2 separate regions of the Triticum aestivum genome follow, and region 2 is linked to region 1. The links are chromatin contacts, called in public Hi-C maps. All regions are on one chromosome and are shown on one strand. The core of a region is the stretch at or near the end of the contact, and the rest is flanking DNA. Distances in the headings are between cores, read along the strand shown. Region 1 holds the start of LOC123120780. Region 2 holds the start of LOC123120784 (PRA1 family protein H).

What was found. A called contact is a pair of places that touch in the nucleus more often than the background predicts.
Region 2: a contact with region 1 is called in a Hi-C map of leaf, with 4 times the contacts expected there. The contact joins the promoter of LOC123120784 here to the promoter of LOC123120780 in region 1. A contact is called at or near these places in 2 of 5 Hi-C or Micro-C datasets (both in leaf).

The regions. Positions count from the first base shown.
Region 1 is chr5D:268,963,028-268,968,610 of IWGSC CS RefSeq v2.1, forward strand. It overlaps LOC123120780, which reads right to left and starts at 2,161. Exons shown (of 2, transcript XM_044540768.1): 1 at 1,837-2,161. The coding sequence starts at 2,077.
Region 2 is chr5D:269,531,334-269,536,916 of IWGSC CS RefSeq v2.1, forward strand. It overlaps LOC123120784 (PRA1 family protein H), which reads left to right and starts at 3,326. Exons shown (of 4, transcript XM_044540771.1): 1 at 3,326-3,814; 2 at 3,953-4,092; 3 at 5,191-5,262; 4 at 5,345-5,583. The coding sequence starts at 3,390. The coding sequence ends at 5,439.

The DNA.
Region 1 (5,583 bases), core at 911-3,410:
GACTTGGTGTGAGTAGCTTTCAAAAGAGGCGTGAGAAGGTGGGCGGCAAAAGCTATGACCCTTTGGTCATTGAGGATTTTGATTGGGACTATATATGGGTTGACCCAAGAATTCCACCACATCGAGGTGCTTTAGGGTGTCCTGAGGACATTATGGCTATGTTTGGTTTTAGCCCAAGTTTGCCCTACCAGCCAAATATTTGGCCAAGCTTTTGCTTTGCCATGAGTTGCCCAACATTGACAAGAAAAATGAACTAGAGTTGGCTAAGAGACATCAGCTTGACAAAAAATCAGCAACCATAAAAATTAGCTGCTGCTCTTGAGCGAAACACTGCCTCCGGTGCCTCGAACTCCCACAATGACGCAGGAAATAGGGGGATATGGGGACATCATATGGAAAATAAACGTCCCAGATCCCAGAGAGAATCAAGATCTTTGGCTGGAGGGTTGCTACGTGCTCGTTAGCAACAAAAAGAAATAAATGTAAACGTACAATCGTCCATGACAATGTGTGTGACATCTGCGGTAATGGAGCTGAGGATGAATACCACGCCGTCATCGCATGCACTAAGAGTAGAGCCCTAAGGTTTGAAATGAGAAAGAAATGGGCTCTACCGAATGAGAAGGAGTTCAGATACACCAGTACAGGCTGGCTACAAATTCTGCTTGACAATAATAATGCAGAGACAAGAATCAGAATTGTATTGTTCATGTGGAGAGCTTGGTTCCTGCGGACAATTGTGTCCACAATGATGGGAAAGAATCAGTATCGTGGTCCGTGATGTTTCTGGTTGGGTATGAGGAGAAATTGAAAAATCTGGACCAACCAGCTACGGGAGACAAAGGAAAGAGCAACTGGGCTCTCACTGCTTCTGCCCCTGTCCAACCTAGGGATGCGAGTGGAAACTGGGAGGCTCCGCCTGAGGGGACAGTGAAACTGAACTCTGATGCAGCATTCCTTCCGGACGCCGAGGCGAGCTGGGCGGGTGCAGTAGCACGTGACCACAGGGGCCGAGTCTGCAGAATTGGCGTGAAAGGAATGTTCGCCAATAAAATCACGCCAATTCTGCAGGTCGTCCATCAGCTTAAGGCTGATGCTGGTGGTCAGGAAGCTTTAGCTCCCCTAAGAATACCATTTTACCCTTCAAAGCAGGGCACTCAGTTTTTTAAGGTAGTAATGGAAGAGTTGGTTGGAGTATGGATGAAGCTTATCCGTTGGATTGACATAGGTAGACACTCCATTATCATTGAGGGTGCCGTAGAAGAACTCCTAGGTTACAAGTCATCTTATCTTAACTAAACAAACTACCAGTATATTTTTCGTCTGAACCAAGATGAATCCCATAGAACATGAACTCGCATCCACAGAAAAATAACGCCCCAAATATGGAAACATTTATGCAACAAACTACTCCCACCGCTTCTAAATATAAGCCTTTTTAGAGATTTCAATAGGACTACATACAGATGTATATAGACATATTTTAAAGTGTAGATTCACTCATTTTATTACGTATGTAGTTCGTATTGGAATCTCTAAAATGGCTTATTATTTAGGAACTGAGGGAGTTTTTTTTTTTTGGGTAAGATACGGTCAAGCTCCGCCCCTCATTCGGCCACGGGTATTATCTTGGCGGAAATTTGTAAGGTGCTTTTCCAATCCCCCGAAATGCCAATTTAAGTTCGTGAGAGACGGCTTTCAAGAGCTCCCGTAATGACCAGCAACGATAAACTGAAAATCAATCCTCTAGAGCCTCTAATCCCTAACTACAACTGATTGGAGAGTAGTATAAAAACTACAGTAAGCAAACGGAGAGGTGCGAGGCAGTGGCGCTACCTTGAGGAGATGGAGGCGGTGGCTCGGAGGAGGGCGGCAAGGGTCCGGCAGCGCTTCGGCAGCGGAGGCTGAGCCAAGAACTGCAGCCACGGCCCAAGGCGGAAGTAGAAACCGCGCCTGCTGCTGCTGCTGGTGGATTGAAGCGGAGGCGGGAAGGACAGACTGGTGGGAGGGCGGACGAGGTGCAGGTGGAGGTGGAGGAGGGGAGAGGTAGGAGACGAGGGGAGCTCGTCGTCGCCATCGGTGAGAGGTGGTAGGTTGCTAGGTTAGGGTGGGAGGCAGGGAAACGTACCTGGGCACCGGGTCTTGTGTGGTGCGCCCGCTGTTCCCCATTCCGGCTGTATGCATACTAAAAACGTTATCCAAAATAATTAAGAACTTTGTTTTAAGTCAAACATTTTTAAGTTTAACTATTTTTATAAAAAACGAGTATACATGTCCATGTGTTGTTACGTACGTACAAACTCGTAAAATCTGATTCATGTGTTATTACGCACCATAGTTTATATTCAATTCTGATAAACATCTATACTAAGGTTACATTGATTATTGATTTTTGAAGTATGAAGTTTTGACGTTAAAAAGCCATCTTAGTGTTCTTCATCTAATGGAAGAGTAGTGGTTCATGGAATAGTTTGTGAAAAACATGATTCTTTTTTAAAGTGAATGTTTTATTAAAATTGGATTTTAAGGAGAACATTATTTAAAAAAATTAATATTTTTTATTTTTTTGAACATTTGTAAATGCATATTCTCAATAATATATTTTTTTGGAAATTTTGACCAGTCTTTAAAAGTGTGAACATATGTAAAACTATTTTAAAAAATTAACTATCTTTACTCTGTTGATTTTTTAGATAGAGTTTGTTGTTTGGTTGGGAAGAGTTATTATGTTTATTATTTAGGGATAATTGTATTCATACCCGTAGTTATGTCCCCCTCAATCGATATGCCCCTAGTTTTTGAAAGCACGCGGTCTTGCCCAACCTACTTTGTCGTCTTGTGCTTTTACCCTTTGACCGTTTGATCGTCAGTTTGAAAACTTCATAACTAATTCATACTAAATCCAAAAAATACAAATAAGATGCCAAAATGTTCCGAGAAACATCACCTATATGTCAATGTCACTTGCATTCATGACAAAAGTGTTGGTAAGTGGACATTCGAGTTTTAGCTCTTATCATACCACCATGAACAGTAAAATATAAAAAAATTCAAAAAATTCAAGAAAAAATTGGTGGCAAAGTATTGCAAATGTTTTAAGTGTTTGCCAAGTTTCATGAGGGAATGACATTCTTGGAAGTCGTGGCAAAAATAATAATCTATTTTCGAGTTTTTATTGTTTTTTTTGCCACGACTTCCACGAATGTCATTCCCTCATGAAACTTGGCAAGCACTTAAAACATTTGCAATACTTTGCCACCAATTTTTTCTTGATTTTTTTGAATTTTTTAGATTTTACTGTTCATGGTGGTATGATAAGAGCTAAAACTCGAATGGCCACTTACCAACACTTTTGTCATGAATGCAAGTGACATTGACATATAGGTGATGTTTCTCGGAACATTTTGGCATCTTATTTGTATTTTTCTGATTTAGTATGAATTAGTTATGAAGTTTTCAAAGTGATGGTCAAACAGTCAAAGGGCAAAAGCACAAGACGACAAAGTAGGTTGGGCAAGACCACGTGTTTTCAAAAACTAGGGGCATATCGGTTGAGGGGGACACAACTAAGGGTATGAATACAATTATCCCTATTATTTAGGCTTGGCCCAAATAAGTCAATTCATGTACACACTTCGCGTACAAAGAGAATACACACTCTCTTTTTCTAAATAAAAGAAAGGCATACACAAGAACTCATCTCCCTTCCCCATTCCTCTTTCTCAAGCCCCCAGCCCAAGACCAATTCTCTAGATTTCTTTCTATAATTGCTATTACATTATTTGTTTTATTTTATTTTTGCATCATCATGTAATCATGCCATTAAATATTTACAACCCAAATTAAGACGTAAATGGATAAATTACATAGATCTTTGATCTATTTAAAATGAGAGAATTCACATGGTAGTTCTTTTTATAACCAATGACCATATCCTCCTAATTAGGGAGCTAGAATAAGGGGGTGTTTGTTTCCAGGGACTTTTTGATGTAGGGACTAGAAAAAGTCCCTCTTAAAGACTTTTTAACCAAACAGGAGGGACTACTAGAGACTAAAAGTTGCTTTTGGGGAATAAATGAGGAAGACTCTCAAGAAGAGTCTTTTTGGGACTTTTTGGGACTTTTCCAACAATGACCCTCCCTGCACCCATTGTCCCGCCGCCCCATGGTGTTGTTTGGTTGTTATTTTTCTGTATACTAGGGGTAACATGGTCATTTAATAACCTCTAGGGAGGGACTAGGGACTTTTTAGTCCCTGGAAACAAACAGAGAGGGACTTTTTAGGAACTAGGGACTTTTTAGTTGGGACTAGAAAAAGTCCTAGGACTTATGAACCAAACAGGGTCTAAAACATTCCAATAATTTAGGAATCACCCATAATCACACTTGTAATTTAATTTCCTTTGGTTCCAAATATTTTAAATCCATGTCTCCAAATACTTTTCAAGTTGTGGGACTTTGATTTCTCTCGGCCCATCTTCTCTCTCTCCCTAGCCGCCCAGCCCAGCTGGGCCTCTTAGCAGCCGCGGCTCAAGGCCCAGTCCGATCTTATCTTAACCCTAAGCCTCTCCTCTCTCAATCGATACGATCCCCACCCAACACTCGTGTCCTTTCGATCCCCTTGTTGCGCCGCCATCCAGGGGGGCTCGACCCCATAGCCGATCCCGCGCCCGATCGGCCACCGGAGCAAGTTGCTGTCGTCGGCGAGACAAGCTTGTCCACCGCCGCACAAGCATCCCTTTCTTGTTCTCCCTCTTGTTGTGCCTCCCGAGGTGCCTTAGCCGTGGCCATCCATGGCCTCCCCCTGCCTCGCCGTCCCTCGGTGAAACAACGGCGGTAGCCGTCGCCTCCGGCGAACCGTGATGTTCGCGTGCTGCCGCGATGCCCCATCCTCTAGACCTCTCCTTCCATCACACCCGGGCTTTGCTCACCCACTGCAGCTTTCTAAGCTCTGCCGCTACCCCCGACCTTCCTCCTGTGGCAAGCGCCCTGCCTAGCAAGCTCCGGCACTAGACCAACCCTCGGCCGCCTCCTATGCGCACCTCGTCGCCGCTGCCCTGCTCCTCTCGTTCGTCGACCTCCTATGGAGCGCTGTCACGTTCGTCGTGCACTCCTCCTCCAGCCACCTTTAATTAGCCTCAGTTCTCTTATTTTCTTCTCTCTTTGTCATGCTTTTTCCTGATTTCTAACTTCTCCTTATTGATATCCCAGAAAACTCAAAAGAGTATATAAATTGGGATAATTGAATATAAAGTAGCGATGTGAGACTACTCAACTATTGCATAGATGAATTATCCCTCAATTATAAACTTCAGATCTTGATGGATCCAGAACGTGTTGTGGTTACCTAAAACTAAAAGCTCATTACGAGTATGGCACCGAAAAATAGTACCATACCTAGTACGACAAAAAGAATAGTACCACCTCAGATATAAAAAAATATCTAAAATATATAATATGGGTGAACAGATTAAAAAATTGGAGAAACACACATTGCTTTATTATTAGGTATAGATATACTGTTATTTGGAACATCAAATACATATACTAAGATACTATTTTTGGGGATGAATCTAATATTACT
Region 2 (5,583 bases), core at 2,076-4,575, 570 kb after region 1:
ATTCCACTCGACCCTGTCATAAGCTTTCATCATGTCCGGTTTGAGTGCACGGTGACTATTGCCCTTTGATTTGTTCCTCTTCATGAAATGTAAGCATTCATAAGCAGAAATTATATTGTCAGTAATCAGCCTTTCTGGGACAAATGCAGATTGCTCCTCTGAAATAATCTTTGGCAATATAACCTTCAACCGATTTGACAGAACCTTCGATGCTATCTTGTAGAAAACATTGCATAAACTGATAGGACGAAACTGTGATAACAAGGTAGGGTTTGATACCTTTTGTATTAATACCAGTAGTGTGTCGTTGACACATTCCAGACTCTCCTCCCCCCGCACAATGCCGAGTACTGCTCTCATGACAGCAGTGCCACAAGTGTCCCAATGATGTTGGAAGAAGTGTGCAGGAAAACCATCCGGCCCCGGGGCCTTGGTGGGAAACATTTGGAAGAGAGCGTTCCTGACCTCCACTTCCGTGTAAGGGGCGAGAAGTTGGTCATTCATAGCCATTGTCACTTTAACTGGGACGTGCTGGAGTACCTCCATATCTTGTACCCCCTCGGAGCAATACAAGTTTTTATAGTACTCCAATGCTAGAGCCTGCATCTCCATGAGGTCCTCCGTAACCTGCCCATCTTGTTTTTGCAAAGATTTAGTTAAGTTTTTCTGCCTCCTCATAGACGCTCTCAGGTGAAAAAAATGTGTGTTGTTGTCGCCTTCAGACAACCATTGAACACGGGATCTCTGACGCCACATGAGTTCTTCATGCAAATAGAGTTCAATCGATCTATCATTAATCTTAATCTCTGCATGACTCGGTCCAGCCTTGAGAGGATCATTTCTGAGCTTTTCCATCTCTTTCTTAAGCCGTCTGATTTCTCTTTTAACACTACCAAAGGACGTCTTGCTCCATTCGCCAAGATTATTAGATAGCACTGCCAAATTAGCTCGCACCTCCGAGCCATCAGATTGGGGCCGTTCGCCTCCCATGCATTCTGGACGGTGGGGATCAACCCAGGGTGGGTATCCCACATGCACTCGTATTTAAACCTCGTCTCAGCTCTCCTTCTAGCCGGTGGACTAAGGTGCAGCAGGATCGGCGAGTGATCGGATGTTGCCGCAGTGAGATGCTCCACGGCGGCCAGGGGGAATTGTGCGCACCACTCGGTCGAGCCAAAGGCTCTATCCAGCCTAACTCTAGTAAAAGATCCACCTGCCACTTTCTTTTCAAAGGTCCATTTGCGTCCCTGAAAACCTAGATCAATTAAGCCACACACGTCCACCGCATCCCTGAATCCTTGCATATGTGTTTGGTTCCTCGTGCCTATGCTATCATGCTCGTCGCGGCGCATCACCTCGTTAAAATCTCCTATACAGGCCCATGGCAGGTTATGGAGCGTTGCCAGATTCTTCATTGTGTCCCAATTTCTCTGTCGGATATGTGTTTGCGCTTCGCCATAAAAACATGACAGCCTCCACGGGTCACCACCAAGCTCTGAGATTTTCATATCTATGTGATACTGCGAGTAACCCAAATTCTCCATCTTTATTTCATTATTCCAATACATCGCTAAACCTCCGCTCCTACCAGAGGAGTCAACATAAAAAGAGTTATCAAAACCTAGAGTGCTTTTTAAGTTTTCAGCTATAACCCCACTAATCTGGGTTTCCACTAAGCAAAGTACTCCAGGGGCAAACTTTATCGCGAGTTCACGTAGCTCTTGAACTGTCGGGGCGTTGCCTATCCCGCGACAGTTCCAGCATATCAGATTCATTGTGCTCAGCGGTCCTCCCCGAAGGAGGCCGCCGATTTTGCTTCATTGATCTTCCCCGCTGCTGTGGTTTTGTTCAGAGCTACGATGGCTTGTTTCTCAGTCTGCTGGGTGGTCTTGGTTCTCTTGGGGTCTTGCTTTGGCGGGGGGCTCATTGGGGCTGCACCATCGCTAGACTTAGCTACCAAAACCAGTTCCATCCCCGTAGATCCCGTCTGGCTGGTGGGTTCTACAACCTGCTGCGATGAACGCTTTCGGTTGGAATCAGAGAGCTCCATATCAATAGCATGCTGCTCCTCCAGGTCCTTTGTCCCCTCCTCTAAGCTTGCGCCGGGCTGACCCCCTTGGGCCTTTGGTTTCTGGCTCCTGTTGCGTCGGCGGGTGCCCCAAGCAGTGGTCGCCGGTGCTCTCAAGTTTTTGAAGATTAGCGCTGAGGGGGGGTGGACTCCGTCCCTGTGCTCCTTGAACTCGTGACCCATCATGCCGCAGACCTGGCACCAGTCAGGTAGACGCTCATACTTTACCGCGAAGATCACCCTCTCTCCTCCACGGATCAGCGAGATTGCTTTCTTGAGAGGGTTTCTCACATCAAGGCGAACCCTAACTTTGTAGAAGTTTGCTTCAAAGTCAAAAGAAGATGGCTCTGGATCCACAAACTCGCCAATCTTGGCAGCAAGAGCCTTTACTTTCCCATGGAAGCCGATAGGAAGATCGATGATGCGGACCCAGATCTCAAATTTGTAGAGCTCTATCTCTGTTGGCTTTGTGAATCCATCATATGGGGCAATGATGGCCGGGTCTCCTCGGAAGTGCCACGGCCCCCCTTGGGTAACTCTCTCCCAATCACCCAGGCAGTTGAATTGCATTTGGAAGAGGTTATCCTCTAGGGTTTTGATTTTCACCGGCCTAGCGAGGTCCCAGGCTGCCCTCATGTTGCGGAAGAACCAGTAGGTACTACACCCTTTGTCCATGTGAACTCTAGCCAAGATCATCCAGCGGAGGTCCTCCTCCGCCGGGGCGTCATCTTCCTCAAAAACGATGTCATCGAGGTCGTCTTCCTTCAGGGCCAGCTCTTTCGTCAGCTCCTCTAGCTTGCCCTTTCCTTTTGATCCCGAAGCCACTGGATCGCCATGGTTCGCCATGGGTTGTCGAAGCAGATAGATCGATCTCCAGGGTCGGATACCGTCCGGGAGATTAAAAACCCTCACGCCCCTGCGAGTAGAGACAGAAAGCCAGGCCGGGGGCAGACGAGGCTACCCCGAGATTGGCCGGAGAACGGATCCCCGATCCAGCAGAGGAGGAGGAAAACAGGTCTCAACAATCGCCGCCGGCGTCGAGAGGAAAGAAACCCTAACGAGAGGGAAAACATGACACAGATGAGGCCATTGTAATGATAGCCTCAATTTAGGGCATTGGGTGAGAAAAAATCAAACCAATGCCTCATTATTTTTCTACCTAACTGGGCTGCTCTAAGATTGTGCCAAAAATATTTCCGTTCCCCATCCCACGGCGCACGCGCGGTCGCTCCTCCTGATCTTCTTTAAGTTGAAGAGAAGAGAAACACGCTGCAAAGCAGCCACCACCCCTGTCCTCCTAATCGTACGGCCCAGCGGCGACATGTCGTCGTCGTTCAAGCCCAACCCCCTCTCGCTGAGCGTACCGGACCCCGCTCTCGACCGCTGGCTCCGCGACTCCGGCTACCTCGACCTCCTCGACTCCTCCGCCCCCGCACCCGCCGCCGCCGCCCCAACACGCGCCAGCCCCGCATCCACCTCCTCGGGGGCCGGCGCCGCCGCCGACCTCCTCGCCTTCGCGCGCACCCTAGCCTCTCTCCTCGCGCTCAACCCCTTTGCGTGCCTCTCCGCCGCCGACCTCGCCGCGCCCACCCCCTCCTGGTCCCTCGCCTTCATCGGCGCCCCCGGCGTCGCCTCCTACTCCTGGCCCCCGACCCCCACCCAGGCCCGACTCCGCGTCCAGGAGAACGTCCGCCGCTACGCCCGCAACTATGCCGCGCTATCCATCCTCGTCTTCGCCTGCTGCCTGTATATGCCACTGCTATCTGCCCTCGTTCCTTCATCCTGCCTTCGTTTCGTTATCTTTAGTGTCTTTGCATGTCCGTGCGTGCGGATGGAGTATTAAAGCAGCTGCTGCTGCTGCTGTCTGTGGCGGCATGTGTGCAGGTACCGGATGCCTATGTCGCTGCTGGGGTTGCTGGCAAGCCTCGCCGTGTGGGAGGCTGTGCGGTACTGCCGGAACCGGTGGGAGCTCGCCACACGAGCGCCCGGAATTGGGCAGGCTCTTCTGCACTGTGCCCAGATTGGTGAGTGTTGGGTTTCGAATGCAGTTTCTGCGCAAACATTGCTAGTGCAATGATGAAACGAGCTAGGTGGAATTCATTTGCAGCAGCATTACTGACAGTGTAGAGGCATAGGTCCTTTGTTTTCTAGTATAAATAGATAAGATTGGTAGTGAATATATATGGAATTCATTTCTTAATATTCTTGTGGGATAGAAAGGATATCTTGAACAGAGCAACGTACAGGTTGGAAGACTTATTTTTTCTTTATGATGATTCTGACGTGTTTGCTTCGTTAATTTTTCAGCAACTTTGTAAATGCTTCGAGCAAGAAAAATGCCACAAAGTTCTATTTTCTTCAAGAAATTATAGATAATATGACAAAACACATAACTTGTTAAAGTTGTTCAACTTAGTCATAATATATACTCCCTCCGTCCCAAAATAAGTGACTCAACTTTGTACTAACTTTGTACTAAAGCTAGTACAAAGTTGAGTCACTTATTTTGGGACGGAGGGAGTATTTATTATGTAATTTACTGATTATCCCATGCAGCATGTTTCTTATTCGCTATTTATATCATGAGGAGCTGTCACACAGTACACATTAAGAATAATTCCTCATTTATTTTTTCAATTATTCATTTCTTGATCAATTGGAAAATATTTGTACAAACTGTGGAGTTTAATCCATGTGCCCAGTACATACATGGATGGGAGTTGCTCGTTGCTCATTGCATAACTTGAAATCTCAGATGCAATGGCGCTAGTGCAGCAACCTGGTTTTTGATGCGTAAAACACAAACCTTAAGGCCTACTCCCTCCGTAAAGAAATATAAGAGTGTTTAGATCATTCAAGTAGTGATCCAAACACTCTTATATTTCTTTACAGAGGGAGTACATTCTTAGGACAGTGCCAGGTTACCAATTTTCTTTCACACCTTGATCCCACCTGCACAGATGATTTTAAGACACATGGGTCATGTTGATCGTTCTTTTCGTTTTGAATACCATACCTGTGGTTTGGTGCTATCCTGTTTAAGCTTTCTTTTATTTTGAATGGTGTTACCTGTACTCTGATGCTCTCGTCTCTAACTATCCGTCGGTTTTGCTCCTGAACAGCCACTGCTGTACTACTATATGTATGCAACCTGCAGTTTGCTCTTGTGTATGCCATTGGGTTGAGTTATGCAGGTGAATGAACCCTTTTACCTCTCTCCTTCCTTTCCGTTTCTTCTGATTATTCTTGTATAACTCAGTGTGCTATGTTTTGCAGTCATGATGCTGCATGCTTCTCTTCGGAAGTTGACTCCCTCAAGCCTATCTGTTCCAGCAAATAAGAATAGGAGGGCACAACCAAGACGAAGCTAGTTGCCATTGGAGGTAGGCTGCAGATGGCAGGTACATTGCCACGTCGTAGTACGGTGGAGCCACTGCCCTGAAAGCGATTCTACACCTAAGATCGTGTGCTCCGACTATATACGCCATTCAATCCTTCCACAGGGTTATGTCAAA